5 separate regions of the Sus scrofa genome follow, and all the other regions are linked to region 2. The links are chromatin contacts, called in public Hi-C and HiChIP or PLAC-seq maps. All regions are on one chromosome and are shown on one strand. Each heading gives the region's core, a stretch centred on a gene start, on an enhancer-like site or on the middle of the called end of the contact. The rest is flanking DNA. Distances are from core to core; before and after follow the strand shown. Region 1 holds the start of ZKSCAN1 (zinc finger protein with KRAB and SCAN domains 1). Region 2 holds the start of MEPCE (7SK snRNA methylphosphate capping enzyme). Region 3 holds the start of ZNF3 (zinc finger protein 3). Region 4 holds the start of MCM7 (DNA replication licensing factor MCM7). Region 5 holds the start of SRRT (serrate RNA effector molecule homolog).

What was found. Hi-C and Micro-C count contacts between places; a contact is called where the count stands out from the background. HiChIP or PLAC-seq counts read pairs in DNA pulled down with a chosen protein or histone mark.
Region 1: an H3K27ac HiChIP or PLAC-seq map of alveolar macrophages shows a contact between it and region 2. The contact joins the promoter of ZKSCAN1 here to the promoter of MEPCE in region 2. A contact is called at or near these places in 1 of 5 promoter capture datasets (fetal skeletal muscle) and 1 of 2 datasets of contacts at active chromatin or transcription factors (alveolar macrophages).
Region 3: an H3K27ac HiChIP or PLAC-seq map of alveolar macrophages shows a contact between it and region 2. The contact joins the promoter of ZNF3 here to the promoter of MEPCE in region 2. A contact is called at or near these places in 1 of 5 promoter capture datasets (liver) and 1 of 2 datasets of contacts at active chromatin or transcription factors (alveolar macrophages).
Region 4: a contact with region 2 is called in a Hi-C map of embryonic fibroblasts, with 2.1 times the contacts expected there. The contact joins the promoter of MCM7 here to the promoter of MEPCE in region 2. A contact is called at or near these places in 2 of 5 promoter capture datasets (fetal liver and fetal skeletal muscle), 10 of 47 Hi-C or Micro-C datasets (embryonic fibroblasts, epiblast stem cells, fetal heart ventricle and 3 more) and 2 of 2 datasets of contacts at active chromatin or transcription factors (alveolar macrophages and skeletal muscle).
Region 5: a contact with region 2 is called in an H3K27ac HiChIP or PLAC-seq map of alveolar macrophages. The contact joins the promoter of SRRT here to the promoter of MEPCE in region 2. A contact is called at or near these places in 2 of 5 promoter capture datasets (fetal liver and liver) and 2 of 2 datasets of contacts at active chromatin or transcription factors (alveolar macrophages and skeletal muscle).

What each region holds. Positions count from the first base shown.
Region 1 is chr3:7,919,346-7,922,045 of Sscrofa11.1, reverse strand. It overlaps ZKSCAN1 (zinc finger protein with KRAB and SCAN domains 1), which reads right to left and starts at 1,405. Exons shown (of 7, transcript XM_021086191.1): 1 at 1,250-1,405.
Region 2 is chr3:8,355,224-8,357,923 of Sscrofa11.1, reverse strand. MEPCE (7SK snRNA methylphosphate capping enzyme) reads right to left here and starts at 1,322. Exons shown (of 4, transcript XM_003124352.6): 1 at 1-1,322. The coding sequence starts at 265. ZCWPW1 (zinc finger CW-type PWWP domain protein 1) reads left to right here and starts at 1,729. Exons shown (of 18, transcript XM_005661906.3): 1 at 1,729-2,193.
Region 3 is chr3:7,981,331-7,984,030 of Sscrofa11.1, reverse strand. ZNF3 (zinc finger protein 3) reads left to right here and starts at 1,338. Exons shown (of 6, transcript XM_021086192.1): 1 at 1,338-1,475; 2 at 2,693-2,700. LOC110259870 (a long non-coding RNA gene) reads right to left here and starts at 1,190. Exons shown (of 4, transcript XR_002342273.1): 1 at 705-1,190.
Region 4 is chr3:8,012,791-8,015,490 of Sscrofa11.1, reverse strand. MCM7 (DNA replication licensing factor MCM7) reads left to right here and starts at 1,444. Exons shown (of 15, transcript XM_021086193.1): 1 at 1,444-2,100. The coding sequence starts at 2,070. It overlaps AP4M1 (AP-4 complex subunit mu-1), which reads right to left and starts at 1,790. Exons shown (of 15, transcript XM_021086202.1): 1 at 1,595-1,790; 2 at 1,407-1,495; 3 at 895-1,001; 4 at 719-815; 5 at 476-586; 6 at 307-387; 7 at 37-99. The coding sequence starts at 1,652.
Region 5 is chr3:8,716,475-8,719,174 of Sscrofa11.1, reverse strand. It overlaps SRRT (serrate RNA effector molecule homolog), which reads right to left and starts at 1,393. Exons shown (of 21, transcript XM_003354479.3): 1 at 1,085-1,393; 2 at 689-828. The coding sequence starts at 810. TRIP6 (thyroid receptor-interacting protein 6) reads right to left here. Exons shown (of 9, transcript XM_003354478.4): 8 at 2,664-2,700; 9 at 2,284-2,567. The coding sequence ends at 2,436.

The DNA of each region.
Region 1 (2,700 bases), core at 156-2,655, 440 kb after region 2:
TTTTAATTTTGGTGAAAACTGCCCAAATAATGAACAAGAACCTTGCATAGTAACCAGAAGACAATACAAACTTGGAGAAACATTCTGGGGCAAATTATCATTTCGGTTCCCTAAATAATAAAGCTATTTCTCCACATTTGGCCACCCAATACAGTAACAGGGCTTTGTTGACTGGTTAAAATGAATCCTCCACAATTCAGTTCAACAAGTATTTATTGACCACCTCCAATCCGCCTAGCACTGGCCTGTACAATAAATGCTTTCTTTGGTCCCAGGCCATGTAACAGCCACTCTCTATAATGAAAGTACCGTATTGTGTACTGGAGGGAGGGGAGGGGGGCAGTGTCAGGCTGAAATGTAGCTGAATCTTTCAACTACTCGGACCAAAATCAAAGAACTTCAAAGCTGGAAAGGCCTTTTGAGAAAACCTAGTGGATTTTATCAATGACAAAACAGGTGGGGGACGTGTCTGGTCTTATCCAAGGTCATTCAGTTAAACAGTCTCCTAATGGCCCAGCGCAATTTCCACAAATTCTCATTCCAAGTCAAGCAGAGTGACTACGACCCAGAAATGAAAAATCCACCTAATCTTTCAGCCTTCGAAATATTTCCACAAAGCTGAGAGTGGGATGGCCATAATCCCTACCAGATCCGAATCACATCTTCATCCCCTCTGACTAGGCTTCAAAGACTCTTTAATCACCGCTCGGGGGTGGGGGTGGGGTGCAGAGATGCAGGTGATCTGGAAACACATATGCGGCACCTCGAAACGTGTCCATTTCTCGGACTTCCGCATTTTTCACCTCGAGATCCTGCAAGGACCCCGAAAAAAAAAAAAAAAAGTCTCTCACTGGAATCAAAGCAAATGGCGACGAAAGCAGAGCAGGGAAAAATCAGACAGGGGTCGGTTCGCTCGCGACCTGGTTCTCAGAAACGTCAAACGACGATGACGACACTGCAGGCGGGCGGCCCAGAAGGGGCCCGCAGACAGCAGCTCCCCAGGTCTCCCAGGAACCCCGGCCAAGGACCGTCGCCCCCTTCCCGCCTGGATCCGGGGTAGGGCGAGGACGTCTCCCCCGGGGGACGGCGCTGCCTACGGCTGGGCCTGGAAAGGGGACGGGGGCACGGACCCGCTTCACGCTGCGCCCTGGCAGCCCGGAGGGGACCCGGGGGCCGCAGCTGCGGAGCCCACCCCCATGCACACCCCTGCGGCCCCGCCCGCCCCCCAGAGGCCGGCCCCAAGTCTCACCGTGAGCCCCGGGAGCGGCCTGGGGGCGCTGGGCGAGCAAGGGGAGCTGACTCTGGGGCTCAGGCCGGCCGAAGGGCGCCGCACACGGACCTAGGCCCTCCTGACGCCTCGACACAGACACAATGAGTCACAAAGGCCGGAAGTGTGTCAGCACCTCGCCTTCCGGGACTGCGCCGCGCTTCCGGGTCCTCTCTAGGAGCGCGGGAGGATTTGGCATCTCGGTGCCCGAAAGCTGGACCCGGCCCCTGCCCTGCAGCGGTCCAGCCTCCCGCCTGGGGGTTCTCGCCCTCAGCCTGCGCGCCCCGAATTAAGGCTGGGACCAAGGGGAAGGGGATTCAGGCTTTACGGGATACTGTTCAGCTCTGACACCCGTCCATCTGATAATTCGATTTCTCCTCTTCCACCTCAGGCAGCGCTTGTAGTAATTATAGTTATTATCAAACAATAATAATACTTAGTAATTGTATGTCTGAGGCGGAGGAGCTGAAAGAAGGGTGTAGACAGAGAAAGATCAAAGCGAAGCCAGGGATGGCTGGTTTCACAAAACTACCGTGGTAGACTCTCTCACGCCCTGGAGATAATCTGCCAGTTGAGTGGGTGGTATTTTCAAAACACTTGGCCTGTAGACAAAGGACGTCTTTCTGCAACCAAGCTAGTTATAAGATTCTGTGTTCTGTTCATGTGGCATATGCTCTTATAGCAGTTTAGAAGTAGATTTCAGAATAATAACTGACATTTTTTGCCTTCAAGGTGCTCTCACAAGCTGCAATTAGGGCCTTCACCTTCACCTGGCAAGATAAGGCAGAAATAATATTCCACTTGCTGTGCAAGAGTGACCACCGTCTTTAATGATTGTGACTTTGCTCACATTCCAAGGCAAGTTCAGGGGAGAGGCTGAACTTAGTATCTGGGTTACATGATTCCTATTGCTTGGAGATTACTTTTTAAAAAATAAATTGGTGCCACCACTATGGAAAGCAGGATGGCGACTCTTCAAAAAACTAAAAATAGAATTACCGTAAGATCCAGCAATCCCACTTCTGGGCATCTATCCGGAGAAAACCTTGACTTGAAAAGGTACAATGAACACCAGTGTTCATTGCAGCACCACATACAATAGCCAAGATGTGGAAGCAACCTGAATGTCCATCAACAGAGGAGTGGATGAAGAAGATGTGGTACATGTATACAATGGAATATTAGCCATAAAAAAGAATGAAATAATGCCATTTGCAGCAACATGAATGGACCTAGAAATGATCATGCTAAGTTAGACAATGAGAGACAAACATCATATGCCATCACTTATATGTGGCATCTTAAAAAAGGATACAAATGAACTTATTTGCAGAACAGAAACAGACTCACAGACTTTGAAAAACTTACGGTTACCAAAGGGGACAGACTGGGGAGAAGGGATGGACTGGGGTTTGGGATGGAACTATTCTAAA
Region 2 (2,700 bases), core at 73-2,572:
GGCCGCCCCCTCGCTGCTGCTGCGACTGGCCGCCCCGAGGGGTGGAGGTAGCCCCGGGGCTCTCCTTGCCTGCCCCAGAAGCTGGGGACCCCGCCGAGTGTGCGCGCGGGCCCGGCCCACGCTGCGTCCCGCCGCGGAGCTCCCCGGAGGCGACCTCTCGGTGTGGTTGCACCGTGGGGCCGCCCCCTCCGCCCGACTCATCTTTGAGCGGCGGTGGCGGGGCCGGCACCAGAAACGGCTCCTTCTCCGCCGCCATCTCGATCATTTCCTCCCCTTATTCCGTCCCAGTCGAGGGCAACCAGGGGGACCAGGGGGCTTAACCCCCCCTTCCTAAGACCGCGCTCCCTTCCCCCCTTTCCTGAGTGCGCGCGCAGTTCCGCTTCTCGCCTAGTCTCGTCCCCAAGCGCCTCCCCCGAAGCGCGCCCCACTCGCCCGCGAGACCAAAACAAGATGCCCGCGAGACCCGAACTCGAGGAACCAACCGCGCGTGCGCCGACTCCTTTCTCCTCTACCACTACCGCTTCGCCGCGAGCGCGCACTGCTGGAGCGCGTTCCTCTGGCCCCGGAATCACGCATGCGCACTCAGCCACCACCCTGGTTGCGCGCGCATCAGAGTACGAACCAACTTAACGGCTCCGGGAGTTTAAATATAGCCCCCCTAAGCCCCCCCAACCAAAGCCCACCACCCCAAACTGACGCCCTACTTCCCTTCGCAGCTACGTCCGTCCCTAGTGATATCCTTTGTCTCTGCCGCGCGATCCCACCCACCGTAGGCGGGGGACGGGGAGCTGGTGTGAAAAGGTCTCCTTGACACCCGACCCTTGTTCCTGAGGAATGAGTCTCTGCCGTCTCCGCCCGGCTCTAAACCCAGCAACCTCCCTACCCCGCCTCCTTCCTCCCCCTAGCGGGCAGCGCCTGCGCACACCCTTTTGGGCTTGCGCGGGTAGATGCAGCACGTGCTGGAGATGACGCCCCTCCCTCCGTCCTAGAGGCGGGGACTGCTACGTCGCTTCCTCAGGTTTGGTACGCGCAACATGCGTCAGCACGATTCGGAGGGGCGTGGCTAAAGAACGGGGAGGCCCTCGTGAATTATTCATAAAGTGGTGGCCCTCTTGGCCCACCTATTTCTAAAGAGGGGCGAACCTAGAAGTAGGAGAAGGAAAGGAGCGGAGTGTACCCACTGTCTTCCTAACTACTGTTCTCAGTATAATACAATAGGTCATTTTAACTCACCCCCCTGGAAAATATTCTCTGATGAACTGGGGGAAAAAAAGTACTAAGGCGATGTTGTCCAACTTCCTCTTTCCCCGAAACGGCCAGGTCGTTCTCTCGCTCCTCCGCCTTCCCTCAATCGCGATCACCTGGGGACACCACGCCCTCCTCTCCGCCTCCACACCCACCACCCGACGCCTGCTCGCGAGCCCCTCCCCCCGTTAGGGAACGGCGACCCAGACGCCCACCACAGCCACCAATAACAGTATATCTACCACCACCGCCCCCTTTGCACGCAGGCTTTTCCGAGCACCCGCGGCGCGTTTGCGCCGCCTTATATAAAAACGAACGTGGGCAGGGAAGAGATTTCGGTCGGCTTTGGGGGCCCCGGCCTCAGCCAATGGGGAACAAGCTACTCGATGCCCTTTTCAGAGGGGGCCCGTTCTCCGGGCCCACAGCGATTGGGGTTTGGGTCCTGTGGCTGCGAAGAGGGCGAAAGAGGCGGGAGTGGTGTTAAGGGTAGTCTCAAAATATCAAAATAAGGGTTTGAAGGAGACTCAAAGGGAGAATGGGAATCAGGAAGGAAGTCTAGGGCAGAGAAAAAAGTTAGGAAAAGGAAGATGGGCTTCATGAACGATCAGGCACTGCTGCTGCCACCTAAAAAAAAAAAAAAGTGAGGCCAACCAGGATTATGGGACTTGTAGTTTTACAGGGCGTTTGTTTGGAAGATGGCGCTATAACTCAGCTGCGCAAGCGCCGAACTAGCTTCCAGCTGCGCATGCGCAGCAGTCCTGCGAGCACGCCGCTTGTAGGAGGGGTGGGGTGGAGCTTGTGTGTGGCCTCGCGCCTTACCTTGCTTGGTGGCGGGAAAACTGGCTCGAGTTTTGGAGGGGTTTGCAGAGTTGCTGCGGTAGCTCATTCTGCTCCTGGCCTTTAGGTCCTCCTCGCTCCAGAAGATTGCTGGTGCTTTTCCGGTTGCAGGTGAAGGTGCTAGGCGCGGCCAATCCTAGTACCTGTTGCCTGAGGAGAGGTTTTCTCTTTAGGGCGAGGACCAACTCTTAGCCTGAGGAGAAGTTTTCTCTTTAGGACGAGGACCAACTCTTAGCTCTCTCCTCAGAATCTCCAACAGCAAACTCGCACCCAACAAACAAACAAAAGTAACCCAGTAGTATCGGGGCGGGCGACGACGGGCCGGAGAGAATGAGGATCCTGGTGCCTCCGCGGGCTGGGGGAGGGGAGAGGGAGCTGAGGGGAAATTCACGAGGAGTTTCTTGATGGGGAAGAGACAGTCACTGTTTTACCTATTGAGGGGAGTGAAGAACTTTTGCCTGTGGTACCTTTGGTGTTAATTGCCGTCCTTAAGAGGGAATTGGTGAGGGAAGAGAGAAGGGAAATGTAGGTCGCCCAAAATTCTTCCTTCTGGTTTTAAAGGTGGAAGTAGGCCTTTTACTGTTCCAAGCCTTGGCTCTTTGAGAGGGCAGATGGTGA
Region 3 (2,700 bases), core at 89-2,588, 370 kb after region 2:
TCTGAGGAGCCTCACTCTGCTTCCACCCTTCCCTCCTCTCCTGCCACTGCCTCCTCCTTCATCTCTGTTCTTGTCCTGGAGGGACAAGTGGGATTATAAGGAATTGAGAAGAGAAAAAGGAAAAATGCCTTCCTGGGGGGGAGTGGAGTTTGCTGAGCGGCTTGGCCATTCCAAGCATTTGCTCAAATTCTCGCTGGGGTCCAGAAGGACTGGAAATGGGTCACACACCCACACCTCTTGGGCCACCCTCCAGTTTTGTTACCTGTTAATTGTTCTCTCATGCCTCAGGGCCTTTGCACTGGTTGCTGACTCTGCAGAGAACACTCCATCTTCCCGACTGGCCTGCATCGCTACTGGAAAGTCTTGTCACCTCCTGACAGGGCCCTGCTCTTTGTCACCTTTTCCCCAGCACATATTTCCTGTCCTTAGACTGAAGTCACTGGAGAGTAAGGCCTGTTGCACTGCAAAACTGAATGGATGCACTATAAATACTGGAAGCAGAAAAACTGCGATCAAATGCGAGGCAGGGCCATAAGGGGAATCAGATCACAAAACTTCCTTTTGTATATAATCTGAAGGATGTTTCTGACACTTCAAGGATTCCTCTTGTGAGGGCATAAAAGTGAGTGAACCAAGAAGCTTGCTTTTCATTTCCTCAAGCATCTCACCTATTTCATACTTTCTCCACATTGATGGGGCCTCACCTGTTTTCTTCGGATCCGGATGGATCTAGATGGATAACTTCCCCACATCTTTTCTGCTCCCAGCAGGTTTTGTCCTCACATGCATTCTCTGCTGCGCCAGAACGTTCTCTTCACATTTTGGTAATTTGGAGTTTAAGGATCTGGCATTGTCATTGCCGAGGCTTGGGTGCAGCGGACCCAGCAAAACATAGCAAAAAAAAAAAAAGATTTTGGTAATTTAAAGGAGGCATTTTACATGAAACAAACACAAAACCTGATTTGTTTGGAAACTTCAGATGAAGATACATTTTCTCCATTGAATCCTTCAAGCGTCCGTCTGTAGGCGACCTTAGGGCTTAAAACTCCACTTCGTGGAAGCGCAGCAGCGACCCTCTACCCCAGACACCGCGCCTTCTGCTCCCCCGCCTGCCGCGCTCGAGCATGCGCCGTGAGGACCAGGTGCGCGGCGCCCCGCCACGCCCGGCCAGCAGGGGGCGCTGCGGGCGGGGGCAGCAGGCGCGGAGCATGGCATCCGCGCTGGGGCCGGAGCCCAGTCAGCAAACCACAGAGAGACGCAGACCTCCCATTTTCCTAGAGAGAACAAGTGGACGTGGGGGACCCGGAGCGTTGTGTGTATGTGTGTGTGTAGCGGGGGGTGACTCGGACTGACCCGGAAGCGAAACGCAGGGAACTTCCGTTCTTTGTTCTGTCCCCGGTGTGTGGCTCTGTGACAGGGTCCAGCGGGGCCTGGTCGGTGTCCAGCCCCCCAAATCTCCCGTCCCTGCCCCCAGGGTGAGTCCGGCCGCCCCTGGGGCTCGCGGTGGGACGGAAGCAGAGGTCGCCGGGAAAGGGGTGGTGTCTGTGCCGCTGCGGCCCGCGGGGTCCCCAGGCCCGCCCGGAGCAGGGTGCGGGGAGGCGCCAGTCAGGACTCGCTTCCCCAGGGACCCCGCCCCCCAGCGCGCCCTGCATCGGGGAGGAAAGGAGCAGCTGTTGTGGTTCTGTGAGTTGCACAGCGCCCAGCTCGAGCCCTTAAAAAGTTCCAGTATGGCCGGAGAGGCGTCCCGCGCCTTCAGACAGCTCGTGACAGCGACCCTAACTTGGTAGTTCTCCGAGACGTTTTTATTTGATGTTAACAGTTCTCCGCGCCCGCGGCCGGAGGGAGGGTCTGTTTTTACTCCGGCTGGATCTGAAGATCAAAGAACGAGGAGTTCTACGAAGAGTGCGCAGTTAGAACTGCTCAGATTCCGGAATAATCTCCCAGGCGCACAGTCAGTCGAGTCTCTTTCGGGGAGTGGTACCACTGTGTCCCATTTTTCAGTTGTATTAGATCCCCTATTTGATTCGCTTTTCAAAGTGGGATCGAACACAGCCCGTTGTTTAAGTTCTGAAGGGTATGTGTAAACTCCAGGAGTGGATAAAGCACGATGATGAGCCTGCAATCTGTGGGATAATTATTGGCACTAAAGGTGCTTTTCTCGGAGAAGTGAAATTCGTGGGGTGCAGGCATCACTTGATTTCAAGTGTTTGGTGGAGAGTGGTATGGAAGGAGAAGATTCTATCACTAAAGCTTCGTAGGGCATGAGGCCTCTGAAGAGTTGAAGATCCAGGGGACAGATTTTTAGCTTGACATCTCAAGACCTCTCCAGTGGCGAACCTGTGCAGCAGTGGAACAGACTCCCCGCTGAAGTAGCCATGTGTGTCCAGCAAGTTAGCTGACAGAACGTTAGGAACTTCGGAAGATGTTTCTTGCACTGGGTGGGAGGTTGACCTAGAGAACCCTGACTTCTGTTTCAGCTCTAAAGCCACAACACAAATGCCAGTCGTGGTCTTTTTCTTTTTTTCTTTGACTGTACTCGCTGTATACAAAGGTTCCCAGGCCCGGGATCAAACCCCCTGCCACAGATGTAACCAGACCCACAGCAGTGACAACACCAGATCCTTAACCCACTGCACCATGAGGGAACTCTGACATAAACATTTAAAATTCCTTTTTCTTTTTTTCCCCTTAGTCATACAG
Region 4 (2,700 bases), core at 195-2,694, 340 kb after region 2:
CTGTCCTCAGCAGCAAGGCTGGGGGCCCACACTTACGTTAGAGGCTATCAGTACGGACAGTCTCTCGACCACGTCCAAGAACACTTCGTTCTTTTGGCTCTGAGGAAGAGAGGGGGATTTGGTGGGTGGCGATTGACTGGCTATTATTCTAACACAGACAGGCAAAAAAGGACAGGTCACTAGAGGCTGGAGCTCTGGGATGGGGACACAGGAAAGGGAAGGGACGAGATCACCTATGTCTAGAGGAGATGGAAAGACAAGCTGGGCTCCGGGACTCTGATCTGCACCCGTCAACCCCACCCTTACCTGGTCAGAGCGGCTGGACAGGACAGGGCGGCTGGCTGCACTGCTGGGGGCCACTTTGCTCTGTTGTGTCTCGGCCCCAAACTGGAAAGCACCCAAAGCAATCAATCCTCAGGTCCGACACTCCCCACCAACCCTCATCCATGCTGGCCTCCTCTGTCCCTTGACTGACCAAGCCAACACTGCTGAGGTCAAAGAGGCTGAAGGGCTTGCTGACCACGGCCTCCGTCTGGATGAAGTTCCTCAGCATCTCCATGGATGTGGTCTGTACGTAGCCATAGTCCTGCGGGCAGAGGAAGGACATTTTTTGGGTGGTCAGTGGGGCGAAGGGGTGAAAATGAGTGGACTTGGTCTCCCAACCACGGGATGTATCTTCAGAGAATAGGGGACAGGGAAGGACGTTCTCAGACCTCACCAGCACTTCATCCAGGAGTTCGTAGACCAGAGCCACGTTGCGGGAGATGGTCCCCTCGCCCAGGGAGCCACAGTAATCTCCCAGGAGAGTGGCTAGCCTGCAGAAACACAATGGAGTGTGCATATCGGCCTCCTCTCCCACCCCCACGCCCATGTGCCCAGCCCTGTCCTCCTCACCGGGAGAGCAGCTCTAGGAGGCTGAAGGGAGAAATGTTCTCTGAAGTCGTGGCCACCAAATAGAGGCCGTTGTGTCTGATGTGAATAAAATGACGGTCATCGTGGTGCTGAGGTAGAGGCAGGGGGAAAAGCATTAGGAAACGAGAGTTGTAATGATTCCTGGCCTGTGAGACAGGCTAGTATCCGGATTCCCCTACTTACTAGCAACGTGATTTGGGGCCACATATGAAACCTCCCTAGAGCCCAGCTTCCTATTGTGTAAATGGTATTAATAACAGTACCAACTAACTGAGTAGCTGAGGACAGAGATGTGTAAGGAACTGTGCCTGGAACACGGTTGCTGCTCAATAAACTGCCATTAACATTTGGACTACTGCACTTCCCAAGTAGAAGCTCTCAGGGAAAGAGCCCTGGGAAGATCCCCGCACTGCCCTCCCCACCCCAGCCCCCGCCGCCTCGGAGCGCTGAGCGCATCCCTTCCACCACCACCCCCCACCCCCGCCAGTGGTTACCATGACAACAGGAGACTCGTCTCCGGGCAGTCCCGTCAGCTTCCGGTAGAAGAGCTCTGCCACATCCCGGCCGCCGCTGTCTCCGCGGACTGACGGGATAGAAGAACAGCTAAGGAGCCAGCGACACTGGCTAGCTCGGAGGCACCAGTCCCACCCAGCCCCAACCCCGCCCCGCAAGCCAAGGATACAGTCCTTGTAGATGAGCGGGTCCCCCTTGGAGGACAGAATGAAGAACTGGGAAATCATGGCCGTTCTGGAGGGTAGACCAGGAGGCAGCGAAAAGTTGGGCCTGCCCCGCCCTGCGGCCCCGGAACAAAAGGACGGGAATGGGCTGGCCCTTTAAGAGGGCTTCTCCTCCGACCGCGGGAAACCTGGCGCCTGCCCCGCCTCGCTCAGCCTTTCCCTCTCAGTACCCGCGCCATTTCCCCGTCAGTCACCCCAGGTTCTCCCGGTGATTGGTTGACGCTGGGGCCTGTGGCGAGTGGGCGGGGCGGAGGACCTCCTCTCTGATTGGCCCGCACACAGCGGCGCTGGTCACATGGGGGGCGACGTTTCGCGCCAATTTCGGTTGGTCGGCTGCGGACCACGGCGCAGACGGTTTTTGCTGCCCAGGCAGTGAGAGGTCTGAGCCCGCCAACTGCTGCCGCGCAGCCCTGGGCAGCAATGGCACTTAAGGACTACGCTCTCGAGAAAGGTGAGGGTCTGCAAGCGTGGGAGGGGCGTCCTGCGCGGAAAGGTTCCTGACCAACACCTGTTGGTGGTGGGTTGGGTTCCTGAGGGGCCTGGCCCGGAGCGCAAGGTCAACGGTAGGGTCGGGAAGCGTCGGGGCTGAGGCCTACGGTAACTGGGAGGCGTACGAGGCGCCAGGGTCGGGGAAGAGCTGGTAACCGGGTCCGGGAAAGGAGTGGGTATCGTGGGGTGGGGGGCGGACACCCCGGCTGGAGGCTCCAGAAGGAACGGTCGCGCCTTAGACCAAGGCTTCCAGGGGCCGTAAGGTTCAGGGTCTGGCACCCGCGGGCCCGCTTCCTTCCACGGTCTTAGGCACTCAAGAGTAGCCGCGTCCTCCCGCGACGCGCCGAAGCCCCGGGGGCGGGCAGGCCTGAGCCGCTGCGCGCCGGGATTGGTCGCGTCAGGCTAACCTCCAAGCGGAAGTGAAGGCGAGCGGAAGTTGCGCGACACCGCTGGAGGGTGTCGTGTGTAAACAGTGTCCTTCCGCGCGGTGGCCGCGGAGAGAACTACTGAGGATGGGGGCGTGCCTGGGATGGGGGAGTTTAGAGGAAGACCGAGGGAAGAA
Region 5 (2,700 bases), core at 144-2,643, 360 kb before region 2:
ACACCTTAACTATAACTCAAGAATATCCCAGATATACTGCAGGTTCGGCAAAACAAAAACAAACAAACTAGGAGTTCCCTGTAGTCTAGTGGGTTAAGGATCCAGCATTGTCACTGTTGCGGCTTGGGTCACTGTACTGGCGTGGGTTCGGTCCCTGGCCCAGGAACACACATGCTACAAATATGGCCGAAAAAATAAAATGAAAAGGTTTTGTTTTTTTTTTTAAAAAAGAACATCCCAAAAAACTAATTACTACCAGAGTCAAACCTAATCAATTAACCCGACCATCATTTTTCAAAGAACTCTTGCTGATTTTAGGCTAGACAACGACATTTAATCATATCCTGCCAGGAAACTGGTCGGACAACCTCTCCAGTCAAACCAATTCTGTAACATTACTTTCTTTTTGAATCAACCTTTTCGGTGTATAATTTACAAACAATAAACAGCACACACAAGTATTGCTCTTTTATATTCAAACTCTCTTACTTTCACCGCTTTGATCTTCTAGTCATTACACAGACAACTATTGGACCAAAAGCAAAGAGGTGAATGAACCACGTGAAATGGTCAAGGATGAGCGATTTCATATGGTTCACCCTAATAAGACCTTAAGGGCAATGCAGTGAAAAGTGGAGTGCAAGAGAATAATGCGCTGGAACAAAATTAAGGAAGAGTAACATTTTACCGGTCATTCCAATCATCCCCTCGACGTCTCTCATCTCTTTCCCGAGAACGGTCATAGTCGCTGCGTTCCCTTCTAAACTTGTCCCTGCGCCTTCGATCATACTCGTCATCACTGTCACCCATGGCGCGGTCTGAGAGGACCTGGAGGCGAAACACGGATAAATAGGATAATGAACAATGACGACAAGCGCAAAGGATTGTCCCTTTGAAGCAGCACGCCCCCCTCCGTCCGCAGAGGCCAGCCTTCCGCTGCTCCCGCCATTCTAAGCCCTCTTCCCCTTCAGCTGCAGGGCTCCACCAGCTGCCAGGGGTCTCCCGCCCGGCTCCCCGCACCCGCGGGCCTCTCGCCCTCCTGCCCGCCCCAGCCCCTGCTCTCCAGGCCCCTCCCCTCCCCCACCTGGGAGCGGCAGCGGCCGTTAGTCTCGCGCTCCGGCCGGCAGATTTTCCGGGCAACCTGGACCCGCCCCTTCCCTCGGGCGCGCGACGGGGACGGATTCGGGTGAGGGGGAGACGCGGGGCTCTCGGTGACTGGGCCGAGTAGACGCGAAGAGAGCGGGACAACCAAAGATGGGCGGTCGGCGCGCGCCGCCCGAGCTGCGCCTGCGTCACCCGCAGAATGGCACCTCGAAATACAAACTGGAGCCCGCGGGGACAGAACGGAACCAAACCACAGAGGCAAAGGCGGGGAGCACCGGGGGCCGATGGGAAGGGGCGGGGACCCGGAAGCCTCGCGAGCTTTCCGGGACGAGAACGGCACGGGCGAGAAGCTATGGGAGCCGCGCTGGATCAAGTGTGGCCTCTGGTGGGCGGTAGAAGCCTCTGGGCTTGAGGGTGAGTTTCCTCTCGCCGAGGTCGAAGGTCGCGCTTCCCCGGGTGTGTCTGAATCAGTTCGCATCCAGCCGCTGGTACCCCGACCCGCAGCTTTGATCTGGGAGCCTCCTGACGTCATCGGGAGTGGTTTCCAACCCCCCTTTCCTTGTACAGGGCAGGGGTTGGGGGAGTGCGGCCTTTCAGCGGATCCAGCAACCATTTTAATGCATTTCCCACCATTTTGTGGTCCCACCAGAGAATCAGCCTTTATTAGTGCTTCTGTCTGCGCTACGTCCTAAACCAGTTGTTCCTGCTCTTCCACAAAGGCACCCCCATCCTTAAGCAAAAGTGGCAAACCCCAACCAGTACCTTGATGAGCTCGGTTGTAGGTCTGAGGGCCTCACCACCCAGCAGGATCTCTGTTGCCCCATAACCTTTACAACAGGAAATGCTGCCTCCCTCGCATATGCTGCAGCCTTGTTCCCAGTGCTGGGGTGGGGGTGGGGGGGCGTTCTACAGAAACTACCCTAAAAGGGGGATTTAGAGGAGTTGTAAAATACACCCAGGACTGGAGTTCCCATTGTGGCTCAGCGGGGTTAAGAACCTGACTAGCATCCATGAGGATGTGGGTTCAATCCCTGACCTCGATCAGGGGTTTAAGGATCCAGTGTTGCCAGAAGTGCAGCATAGGTGGCAGCCGCAGCTCTGTTTTGACCCCCTAGCCTGGGTACTTCCATATGCCACAGGTGCAGCCCTAAAAAGCAAAAAAAGCATCAGATGAGACAATAGACTTCAAAGTGTTTTGTACACTCTTGAGGGATTATTATTTCATGATTAGAGGAAGAGAAGATGGCATTTGGTGACAACATTATAAAGGTAGATGTCAGGGAGGGTGGTTGATGGGAAGGGAGAACAGAGTAGGTGCTTCTGGGAAAGACTCAGCAGTCGGTGGTGACGGTGGCTGAGAGCTCTTGGATGCGCCAGGCACTGCAGGCCTTGCACAAGATGTGCCCATCCAGCGGGTAGCAACCCTGACATTCACCCTCAGAGGAGAGCAGCAGCCCGCACTCCTGTTTGGAAAGAAACAGTAGCTTTTCATCAGGCCTGGATCCCTGAGCCCCTTCTTTCTTGTGCTCTACCATACCCAGCGCCCCAGGCCCCCTGACCTCGCACTTGTAACACCCAACGTGAAAACTGCGGTCC